2 separate regions of the Sus scrofa genome follow, and region 1 is linked to region 2. Evidence: chromatin contacts called from public Hi-C data. All regions are on one chromosome and are shown on one strand. The core of a region is the stretch at or near the end of the contact, and the rest is flanking DNA. Distances in the headings are between cores, read along the strand shown.

Region 1 (5,738 bases), core at 991-3,490, 55 kb before region 2:
GCAGCCCCTGTGTCCCTTCCCCCTAGAAGCCTCCCCTGATCCTCACCCCACCCCAGGCTGAACGGGGCATTTGCTCTGAGACCCATCAAATGCTGTGTGTGCATCTCTGGAACACACCACGCACATTAAATGCCTGTTTATAACATCTGCTTCTGTCTGTCTCCACACACGCCCCCCCCCCAACCAGACTGAGTGCCCTTAGGGCAATGATGACATCTCTGTATCCCCAAGCTTGGTATGGTCTTTGGTACAAAAAAAGCATTTGTTAAACGTAAAAGATGCGCACATGAATGCGAGTGTTCAGTGAGCACTGAATTAGTCTGCGGACCTCAGCAGGAAACCAAGAGACACTCCACGAACAGATCCCAAAGAGTGGGCAAGGGGTGCCTTCTTTGCCCATCCTCCTGCTGTTCCTACTCCCAGGAACTAGCGTTTACATTTTATCAGGAACGCACCACTTCCCTTCCGTTCCTGCCTGCTGGGCAAAGGGCAGCAATGGGCAAAGGGAGCATTGTCTGGTCAGGAGTCTGGGGAGAACATTTTTCTCCTCCATAGTGGGAACTCTGTCTGTCTGTCTGTCTGTCTGCCTCCTCCTGGGGGAGAGGATAGGGTCCACAGGAAAGGAACAGAGGGCAGGCTTGGGCTGCCAAGAGCCCAGAGGGCCCAGGCGCCTTGGCAGGAAGCCAAGCACACCCGGATGTGGAGAGTCCCTGCCTTGCTACCCACGCGGACTGGATGGGTCACTTTCTCGGGAATCCTGCAAATCCCTCAAAACAGAAGTTCTGCAAAGGGGACAGAGCTCAATTTCTTGCACTATTTAGGGAGAGGCGGGGCTTCGGTTTTGGAAAAGGAACTCCCAAAGGGAGCGTGAATTAGAAAAGACCAGAAACCTCAGTGACCCGATCTCACCCACTAATGCCCATCACCGACATTTCTGGCAGCTTCCGGAGAGTCCTCGCATAGCTGCCTCTTCATTTAGCGTTCCGTGATGCAGAGGAGAGGGAGCTCAGGCTACTCGTTTCTAGTCCAAACCGTGCCACGTTCTGCTCGAGCCCCTGGGCGAGTCGCCTTACCAGTCTTTGCGCCTTTGTTTCCTCATCTGTAAAATGGGGCGAGGGTCGGAGGAGAGGGCTTGTAGAAGCCCTTTGGGCTCGGACATTGCTGGGTCCTGGATTCTCCATACTGCACGCCCCCTCCTCCACAGTGCCCCCTCCCCGCCCCGCCTCCACCCGGCCCTAACTCCACCCCCACCCAACAGCTTCTCCCCCGACGCTGGCCGCTAGGGGTCACTGCCTCCCTTTGTCAGCGACAGAGGAGGGCGGCTGGCCCTCCGGCCCTCTTCCCCGCGGAAAGGCGACCGAAGGGGCATCTCCCGAGCCATTGGGCCTGAACGCGACCCCACGGCCCTCGCTGGGGACCCGCCTCCGTCTCGGGCCGGAAGGTGTGCGCGGTGAGGCGGAGGCCGGGGCCAAGCGCGGGCCGCGCGTGGGAGCCAGGAGGGGGTTAACGCCAACCCCTCCCGCTCGGGCTGACATCACGGGGAGAGCGGCTGAGAGGCTGGAGCTCGGCGAGTGAGAGAAAGAGAGGGAGAGGAGCAAGCGAGGCTCTACTCGGCGCCCGAGCAGCTCCACATTGTTGCGGATCGCCGGGATCCGGCACAGCGAGCCGCAGCAGCGCGGCAGGGACGCGGCACCCCCGGCTTGCTCTTCTCCCGCGGAGCCGCACCGCCAGATCGCCCCCTCCGCCTGGGCCCCGAGCTCACCGCGCCACTCGACCCGCCGCCCTCGCTTGTCCCGCCGCCCTCGGAGGACGGCCGGCCATGGATGCCTGCAAGTTGGAGCCGAGCGGGAGAGTGTGAGAGCGCCGGGGGCCGGGAGCCCGCGCCGCGCAGCGGGGCAGCCGGGCGCGCCGGGGGTGGGTCCCTCTCCCCAGGCCGGCTTTGCGTGGAAGAAGAGGGCGGGGACCGGCGCGGGGAGGAGAGCAGAGGAGGAGAAGGGGGCATGACTCGTGCAACTTGCGGCGGGCATCTGCCGAGCCTCTGAGCCGGCGGCGGCCCGGGGCCCGGATTGCGGCCGCGCGGATCCCACCCAGCCCACCCCGCCCCGGCCGACGGCTGAGGCTGACCTGGATCCTCCGAGAACCCGCCGGCCGGCAGGGATCGCCTTCGTCTTCCGGGCTGCTTTCTGGAGAGCGAGGAGCGCTCTCCTCGCGGCTCCTCTCTCCGGACCCCCGGACCCCGATGGCTCGGATGGGGCTTGCGGGCGCCGCTGGACGCTGGTGGGGACTCGCTTTAGGTTTGACCGCCTTCTTCCTCCCAGGTAAGCGCGTTCCGCCTCTGCTTTCCACCCCCCCCCCCCTTCCTCCCATCCACTGCCTCCCAGGGGCTGGGAGCTGGATGGCGGGCACGTCAGGGTTGTAGGGAGTGAAAGGAGCCAGAAAAGTTGGGTCACGGCTTAGGTAAGGGGGGTGCGGGTGGCACGGCGGAGAAAGAGAGGTCGAGGAACCGAACAGCCAGCCCTGCAGGGAAGCAGTCGGATGCACGTCTCTGTATAGCAAGAAAGCACTTTCTCCGCGCAGTTTTTCACACAAAAATAATAATATGTAATAGCGTTCTATTTATTTAATAACCAGCTCTCAGCTCGGGAAGCAGTTTGGAAACACTGCATGTTACATAAATGCAAAATAATCACCGTAATCACCGTCTCGGGGTACGAGACAACAGCCCCAGGGGGAGGGCGTCAGTCTCGGCGCTGGTGGGCTCTGGGCTTGGAGGATGGCAGGGGGGCTTCGTTTCTCCAGTCCGCCCATTTGCCAGGCTGTTCCGGGCGCTTGAGCCCCCTCCCGCACCGCGTCGCCCCACCACCGGCGCGGAGAGCCGGCTCCTGCGGCAGAGGCGGCTTCTCGCTCACCTGCGGTTCCTTCCCCGGAGGGTGAGGCCCGGGCCGCGCGGGATCGCAGCCTCCCCGCCTTGCGCGGGGCTGGGCTTAGCCTCGGAACTCCAATCCCAGTTTGGTGGGCTCTCCCCGGGAGAGGCGCTGCGGGCTTCGTGCCAGCCAGGTGGCTGCATGACCCACTTTCCCGAGGGTGCCCCTCGTGTCCTTCCTCGAGATGCTGGCGGCCAAGGGGTTAACCCGACGCCCGACCCCAGGGGTGGCCCGCGGTGGCCTCGCTGACGGGTGGGGTGGGGGCGGAGGCTGGGACCGGCCCCGGGCGTATTGTGCTGGGGAATGAACTGGAAAATGCGTTTAGGAGGCAAATCCGACCGAGTCCCCTTGCCTGGATTTAACCCTTTGTGTCCCCGGGGAACCTGCCCAGCTCCCACGGTAGCTAACGACACCAGCGCAGGTCCCGGCAGGAACTGGGGGCGAGGAGGGGGCATTCCTCCAGCCTTGGTGGAAGAAACCTGAGACAACCTCCCGCCTTAGCTAGCAGGGGCCTTGGAGGGGGGCGGGGTAGGGTGGGGGCTTGCCTGGAGCACGTGGCCCTGGCCTTAGGTGGCAAAATAAGGGGTCGGAGTCCAGAGAGACCAGGTCTGCGTGGGGCAAGAATGTAGAATCTGGCGGCGCTGGCAGCCACAGGGAGGAGATGCCTGCGATGCCCAAGACTTGCAGGGCAGTTTGTTATCTGAGGGGCCCGCCTGGCTGCCGAGCTGTGGGGCCGGGGTGCACTCCTGGAAGGCAGAAACCTGGCCTCATTCACTTTTGCACCAGGTCTGCCGCCCGCTCACCGCCAGGGCGCTGCAAACGTCTCCCAGTGGCGAGTGGCTGATGGCTCGGCAAGCGGTTTGTGAAAGCCGGCACCGTAGTGCCCCCAGCCCTGCACCCTTGGGAGTGCTGCCCTGCTGGGTGTGTGGGGGGTGGGGTGGGGGTAAGTTCCAGGGCACCCAGGTGTCCCTGCTCCTTTCAAAGAGGCGTGACCAAGTCCCTCCCCAGCAGGAGGTTCTGGTGAGAGTGAGAGGTTTTTATTTCACACTGGACCTCCTGGAAGGCCAGCAGGAGATATTAGAAGCTCAGGCTCTGACACTTACTTGTCTGACCACCAGGGTTTGGGCTTCTGGAACCCCGCAATTCCATATTGCCCACACCCGGAACCCAGCAAAAGGACAGCTTCCCTGGGGCCTGGTTGGTCCGGCATACCAGGGGTTAACCTAATCCTGGGTGGACAAAGAGCGGGAAGGTTTGGGGAGGGGGAGCAGACTCACCCCCATTCCAGGCTCCTTTTGTTATTCCCTTCTCCAGCTTTGTGTGCCTTGCATGGTAGTTAATTCCTTCTTTGGAGCAGCTGAAGACCTGCCCCTATTCCATCCCACCCAGGATTGGGGGCAGGGAGGTGACACTCTCACCTGGCTCAAGCGTAGATACTACCTCCCCAAAAATCCAGATTGAGGGGATGGGACACAGAGAAGGAACCACAGCTCAGACAGGCACTTAATAAGCGCTCCTTGATTGATGGTAATTGTTATGGCTGGGTAGCGTCAGCCAGCAGGGCAGCCAAAGTTCCCCAACCAGCCGAGCTCCTCTGTGAAGTGCCTGTGCCCCGGTGTCCCTGTAAAGGGAGGCAGGTGGACATAGTAGTGCCCAGATGACCCTTGGACACAGGCTGGTAGGCCCAGAAGTTGCCCTCCCACACCCCGTTCACCATCACCCCCAGACACCCTCCTGATTGCCCGCTGCTGCTGCTGCCTCTCTCCAGGGACTTGTCAGCCTGATGTTCTTTTCTGGGTTGGGGGGGTGGTGCTGTGGCAGAGAGCACGGGAGGGTGAAGAGAGGAGCCCCAGGGAGGGGTGGGGGTGGGGGAGGGTGCCGTGCAGTGACCCTGCTGACTTCAAAACACTCCAGATCTGGCTATTGATATGTAAGCACAGCAGTCTGTTTTTTGACCACACAGACTTTATGAGGCAGGTGGTGAAGCTCTACAAACCTCTGAGATGCTGGTCTCAGGGGTTCCTGCCTGTTCAGTCAGAGGAGGGGGCCAGTGGGGCCTGGGGGCTGCCTCCCAAAGGGACGGGAGGAGCCCAGGAGTGGAGCGAGAACCTGCCTTGGAAGCAGGTGCGCTGAGCTGGTGTCCCATGTACACCACACCCTCCCTAATTGGCTTCCCCAAACCTTTTGTCTGGAAAGAGCACACCCCCCCAGGTGTCATGCACATCCTGGGAAGACCTGTCAGGGCCACAACACACCCCTTCCCTGCAGCCCATGCAGAGCTCGCCAGGGTGGTGGTTTCCTTCGAAACCCAGGATGTCAGGACTGCTGGGTGATTCCCCATCGCTCACAGACAGCGATGTGCTCAGGCTTGCTGGGCTGGACATTAGAGCAAAACCAATTCTGCTGGCCTGGGGTTTGCAGTGCAGGGAGGCAGGAATCCCAGGTCCATTTCAGAGGCAGCGCTGGAGTGTCTCAGAAACAGATCCAAGGCCAAACAGCCAAGGCCTGAAGGGAGAAGATACTGCAGAGCTGGGCCTAGTGCCCTGGGCTGAGCGGTCTAGAAGGTGTCTTTGAGCCCGACTTTCTGTGCTTATGGGACAAGCAGCCCCTTTCTGCTGGATGCTGGCAGAGACTGTTATCCATTCCCTTCTCGGCCACTCAGCTTCACTCAGTGAATCTACCTCATTGGCCTGACCCCGGACCCAGTTGTATGCTGCCAGGATGGTCTTGGGCCAGAACCTTCATGCAAGTGGGCCAGGCTTGTTGGGGGGGGGGTCCAGCCCCAGTTTTGTCTGTGATACTGCTATTGTTTAG
Region 2 (5,353 bases), core at 2,651-5,150:
CCAGGCTCTTCTAGTTCACTGGGGATGGGAGCTGGGCTTCAGCTGTGGGCAGAGCTGAGGATCAGTATTCAACCTGGAGACCCATGGTAGGGCACCTTCCAGGTGGCCAAGAAGCAGGCAGACGCCATGGTAATGGGGAGAGCCTCTTGAGCCGCGTGCCTTGAGCACGCCAACAGTCCAGGACGACTTCCTCTCAACAAAAGGTGATATAGACATTAGAGCAGGAAGGTCGTGGGTTAAAGCCAAAGAGTTCCCTGTGAGAAGTGCTGGGAGGAGCTTTGGTGAAACACAGCTGAGAGACGAGGGTGATCAGGGGGACCTGAAGCAAAGCCTGGAAGGTACCTGCCCTCCCGGGCTTGTGCCCCCTTGATGAAGCAGCAGGGCTGGACCCATGATGTTCTCTGGTTGCCCGCAGCCAAACCCACCAACTGGATAGAGGGCACCCAGGCGGTGCTTCGAGCCAAGAAAGGGAAGGATGACAAGGTCCTGGTGGCCACCTGCACCTCGGCCAATGGGAAGCCTCCCAGTGTGGTGTCCTGGGAAACGCACCTGAAGGGCGAGGCAGAGTACCAGGAGATCCGGAACCCCAATGGCACAGTGACTGTCATCAGCCGCTACCGCCTGGTGCCCAGCCGGGAAGACCACCGGCAGTCCCTGGCCTGCATCGTCAACTACCACATGGACCGCTTCCGGGAGAGCCTCACCCTCAATGTGCAGTGTGAGAGGGGCCGGGCATCCCGGGCGGGCACCATGGTCCCCTGCCCCATCCCCACCCTCACCAGCCCTCCCTCTTTTGGTCTCACCTCTTGGCGCTCTCCCCACTCCCTCCTTCCGTCACCCCCTTATCATTCCTCATCCTCCCTTTGTCTTTCTGAGGGTGCTCTGTCCTCCCCTCCTCTCCGCCCCTACTCCTCACGTTGCCCACCGTCTCCCTGCTCCTCCTTCGTTCCCCTTGCTGCTTCTGCTCTGAGGGTCTGTGACCGCCATTCCCCCTGTCACTCTTCCCCCTCTTCTGGCTGCTGCCATGTCACTGTCCTTGTCTGAGACTCCCTCACCCAAGTCCCGCTCTCCTGACCTCACCCTTTTCAAACATCATCCTTTGCCCCACAGATGAGCCTGAGGTGACCATCGAGGGGTTTGATGGGAACTGGTACCTGCAGCGAATGGATGTGAAGCTGACGTGCAAAGCTGATGCCAACCCCCCAGCCACCGAGTACCACTGGACCACGTAAGTGCCTCGGGCTGGCTGGCCACTCTGGCCGCCTTGCAAGGAAACTTGCTGGTCCTTGGCAGGGAGGGGGCACCCACCCCACCTCCAGGAGCCTTACACAGGGAGGAAACAAGGGTCTAGCCTCAGGTTTCTCTGTGAGAAGGGGAGGGGTCGCCCCCGTGTTTGACATCGGCGTCAGTGGGACAGGCCATTCTGCTGGGGGGCTTCCCTCATGATCTGCCTCCCTTCTTCTCCCTAATAAAGAATTTTGTCATTCTCCTTTGGTGATTCAGTCTGAATCACTCCCACCCCAGCCCCCAGTATTTATTTTTATCAAGGTGTCCCCAGGGAAGCTGGCTTTCTGGAGCACCCCAGATCTTTCTTTGTTCCTATTCCTTCTCTCCAGCACCCCCAGATTCTCAGGGAGAAGGCGGCAGTCAGCCCAGCATGCCTGTGTTCGTGGAGCACCTGCCCCAAAGCCCATCATCCCATTCATGGCCTCATGGTCTTTGTGCCTGGACCTCAAAGGATCCAGCTTCCCCCTCCAGCCAGCTCTGATGGCCTGAGCCAAGGGTCTTCCCATAGAAGAGCTGGATAGAACACACAGAAAGACAGAGATGTGGGGAAGCCAAGAAGTGGGTGAATATGGGTGGTCAGAAGATGGCTTCCAGGAAGTAGAGGACATGGCACAGCTCAGCCCTTGGTTACCACCCACTTCCTGGAACCAGGAGCGCTTCAAAGGTGCGAGTGGGCAGGACCCAAGAGGCTGCTGGGTCCAACAGAATAATTGGCATCAAGGATCAGGAAGAAGGAAGAAGGTCCCCCGTGTTCAGGAAACTTCTAGAATACTCCCCCACATGAAAAAAAGCCTCTGACTTGAACCAGAAAGAAAGCAAGATAATGAAGTGGAACCCAATACCTCAATGTGGATCACATCTTATTATCTTGTTAAAATTCTGGGCCATGGAGTTCCTGCCGGGGCACAGTGGGTTAAGGATTGGGCATTGCCATAGCTATGATGTAGGTCGCTACTGAGGCTCAGATTTGATCCCTGACCCAGGAACTTCCATATGCTGTGGGTGCGGGAGGGGGAAAAATTCTAGGCCGTGACTCCAGTGGTGCAGCTTCAACAGATTTGGGGTTAGGACCCCTGATTATTAACCAGCTACCCAGGAAGTCAAGGATCAACTACCAGGAACCATGAGTAGTGAAAAGAATACTGCCAAGAGCCCAAAGATCTGGCTAGAGCTCCAGGTGACACTTACTGGCTGTGTTTCCTTGGCCTTGAACCTCATTTCTCCTCTGTTAAGTGGGACCAGTACCACCTGTCCTGTCTATGTTTCAGTGCTATAATCATCAAATGTGCAACACTGAATAATATAAAACCACCACATGCAAGCAATAATTGTTGTTTTTATTGTTTTTAATCCTTCCAAGACAGACTCCGCCTATTGACTCAGCCAAAGGGCAGGGGGTCTTGGAGTCAGGTGGGTGACACAGGGGCAGCTTCTTGGGGCTGGAGGGTCATAACCCTCTACCTTGTCTCCCCATCTCTACAGGCTGAATGGCTCCCTTCCCAAGGGTGTGGAGGCCCAGAATAGAACGCTCTTCTTCAGGGGACCTATCAACTACAGCATGGCAGGAACCTACATCTGTGAGGCCACCAACCCCATCGGTACCCGCTCGGGCCAGGTGGAGGTCAATATCACAGGTAGGACGCTGTGTCCTTCCCTGCCTCTCCCGCCACCTCTTCTTCCGCTGCCAGCATCCCCCACCTTTGGGTTGTGTCATTGGAGGAAGTTTGCATCTCCTTTTCCTGTTTCTCTGGTTCTCCTTTGAGCTCTGGCCATTGGTCTTGCTTTGCTTTGCTTTTTCCTCTGTGAAGGTTGTGCATGAGACAGGGTGACTCTGGTCGGAGAGGGGCAGGAGGGAGGCTCCGGGAGGGCGGAAGTAAGTGCTGTTTGCAACAGTGCTGTTGGGGGCGGGGTGTGGTTAGAGCTGCCCGTGGGTCTGCCCACAGAGCACACCCAGAACACACCGTGTGATGCTGGCTTGCTGGCTTGGTGGGGTGGGCTTGCAAGAGAAGTTTGTCTTCTCCCAGCTCTGCTCCTGCAGTTCAGGAAAGCCCTGTGGGCTGGAGGCGAAGCTTGCCTCAAGCAGGAATATGGAGGGAAAGCCAGGATGGAACCCAAAGCCATGGTGGTTTGTGTGCTCTGTGCCTGGAATGCTGTTTTCCCTGCATTTTCCTCTGTCAGTGCAGGTGGGAGGGCGATTCAGCCACCTGCCCTCTCAGGGCAAAGGGAGCACAGGAGCTGGGATGCCCTAGGGGAGACGACATGTGGGATATAAAAGGAGCGTGGGCGTCCAGGTCAAACAGCAGGACAAGCCCTCATCTGTAAAATGGGGATAATATGATGTGCCTTGAGGGCTTATTGTCAGAATTTACATTATGTAGGTCAAGCACCTAGCACAGACCAGTCCGTCAGTCAGTGCCCTCTGTTCTCTGATTATTTATCTTAACTCCGTCATTACCATTCTTAATGGAAAGATCAAAACAAGCCAGTCGAGGGGTAAATTACCATCACAGCTTCACACCCAGGGTATCTTTAACCCTGTACCTGAGCTGGTTGCAGGGTGAGAAAGTGGTAGAAAGAACCTCCCAGGCCCGGAAGTGATGTCATGCTGCTGCTGAGCTGGACAGGAAGTGTCAGAGGCAGAGCCTGGGGAAAGCCAAGACGGCGCTTCCCCCAGGCTAGGGCTTGGGGGTGCCAGTAGGTTGGCAAGGATGGGAAGGCCAGAGTCACACCCTTCTTGGCCCCTGGAAGAAGTTTGAGCAAAGCTCAGTAAGAGCCTCCCAGGTGCCTGAGCTCTGGTCCCAGGGCAGCGAGGCCACAAAGGGTAAAGAATAGTCCTAAGGGAACCTGACTCCCTTCAGGACAGCAGGTCCTGTGAGGCATAGCACAGCCCTGGCCTGAGCGTGTTCGCATGCTGGCTCTTCCTGGCTGAGTGGCCTTCCCCTCTCTGAGCCTCTGCTTCTTGATCTGTCATATGGACTGTCACCATCATACTTATCTCAGGTCTCTTAGGATCAGGCCAAATGCATCATCCACTGCCTGGCACACAGCATGGGTTCCTTGTGTAAGGACACCTTACCCAGCCGTGGGCCACCAGTGTCACCTCTGCACCCCCTCCACCACTCCGGCTCTCTGGGGAAACTCCTGATTAGGAAATCAGGGGCTGAGGCCAAGAAACTCGGGAGCAGTGACCTCCCATCGATCCTACTCCCCAGCATGAGCAGACCGGCCAAGGCCCTGCTAGGCTGATGGGACCAAGTGGTGCTGCCCAACCCCAGAGGCAGGGCTGGCACAGGAAAGTCAGGGCCTCCCTTCACCCAAAATTCAGGAGGACGCAGGATGACCGTGAGTCCAGGAAGTCATCAGGGCATCACACCAGGTCTAGGAGCAGGGAGGGAGGAAAGGCGGCAGCTTCCCAGGCCCAGGCAGGGAAACTGTGGAGGTGAGCCGTCTCCTTGGCTGTGACTGCTCCAGGGCTGCCCTTCATGGGATCTGTGTTCAGGCTTAGGTGGCCTTGCGGGCAGGTGGGCTGGGGCTGCCCAGGGCTCCAGCTGGAAGAGGCACACAGCGTATCCTCCCCTGCTCCTCAAAGTACAGAGTGGGACAGGGATGTCACCAAAAGGTACACACATGGGCGATGAGAAGGGGCCTGCATAAGGGGACTCTGTGGCTGACAGCTCAGTTAGGCAGAAGCCAGGGACGTGTGATGCTGACTGAATCACTGATAGGGCCCAGGAGCAACTTAGCTGGCTGTCCCAAGGGAAGGTCTCCAGCCCCCTCAGGAAGGCTCAGCCAAGCAGCCTGAGCCTTTTCAGAGCTATTTGTTCCTGTACTTATGGGTGATTTCCATGCAGCCACCAACCCCAGCAGCCTTCATCCCACACGGGCTAGTCTCCGGGGACACAGCCATACCTGTGCTCCAAGCCCTGCTGGTCTGGAGGGAATGCATGAAGGAGATGGATAAGTGGAAATTTAATTTTTCATTCTGGCCATCCGTTCGGGTAATAGCTTTGCCCTGGGCACATCTGGAGAGGGAAATGAAGAGACGGGCGGGGAGGCATGCAGCGGG

Evidence for each region. Hi-C and Micro-C count contacts between places; a contact is called where the count stands out from the background.
Region 1: a contact with region 2 is called in a Hi-C map of liver, with 4 times the contacts expected there. The contact joins the promoter of NECTIN1 here to the enhancer-like site in region 2. A contact is called at or near these places in 1 of 5 promoter capture datasets (liver), 12 of 47 Hi-C or Micro-C datasets (blood, embryonic fibroblasts, epiblast stem cells and 3 more) and 1 of 2 datasets of contacts at active chromatin or transcription factors (skeletal muscle).

Annotation. Positions count from the first base shown.
Region 1 is chr9:46,887,127-46,892,864 of Sscrofa11.1, reverse strand. It overlaps NECTIN1 (poliovirus receptor-related 1 (herpesvirus entry mediator C)), which reads left to right and starts at 2,240. Exons shown (of 6, transcript NM_001001262.1): 1 at 2,240-2,318. The coding sequence starts at 2,240.
Region 2 is chr9:46,834,293-46,839,645 of Sscrofa11.1, reverse strand. It overlaps NECTIN1 (poliovirus receptor-related 1 (herpesvirus entry mediator C)), which reads left to right. Exons shown (of 6, transcript NM_001001262.1): 3 at 416-718; 4 at 1,111-1,228; 5 at 2,770-2,921. Among named protein-coding and RNA genes, the nearest start is that of NECTIN1, 54 kb to the left of the region's middle. Within about 2 kb of position 3,900, at least 3 of the 83 cell types and tissues checked have an H3K27ac peak or open chromatin away from gene starts, as enhancers often do. A contact at or near this core is called in fetal liver and liver, where this site is marked.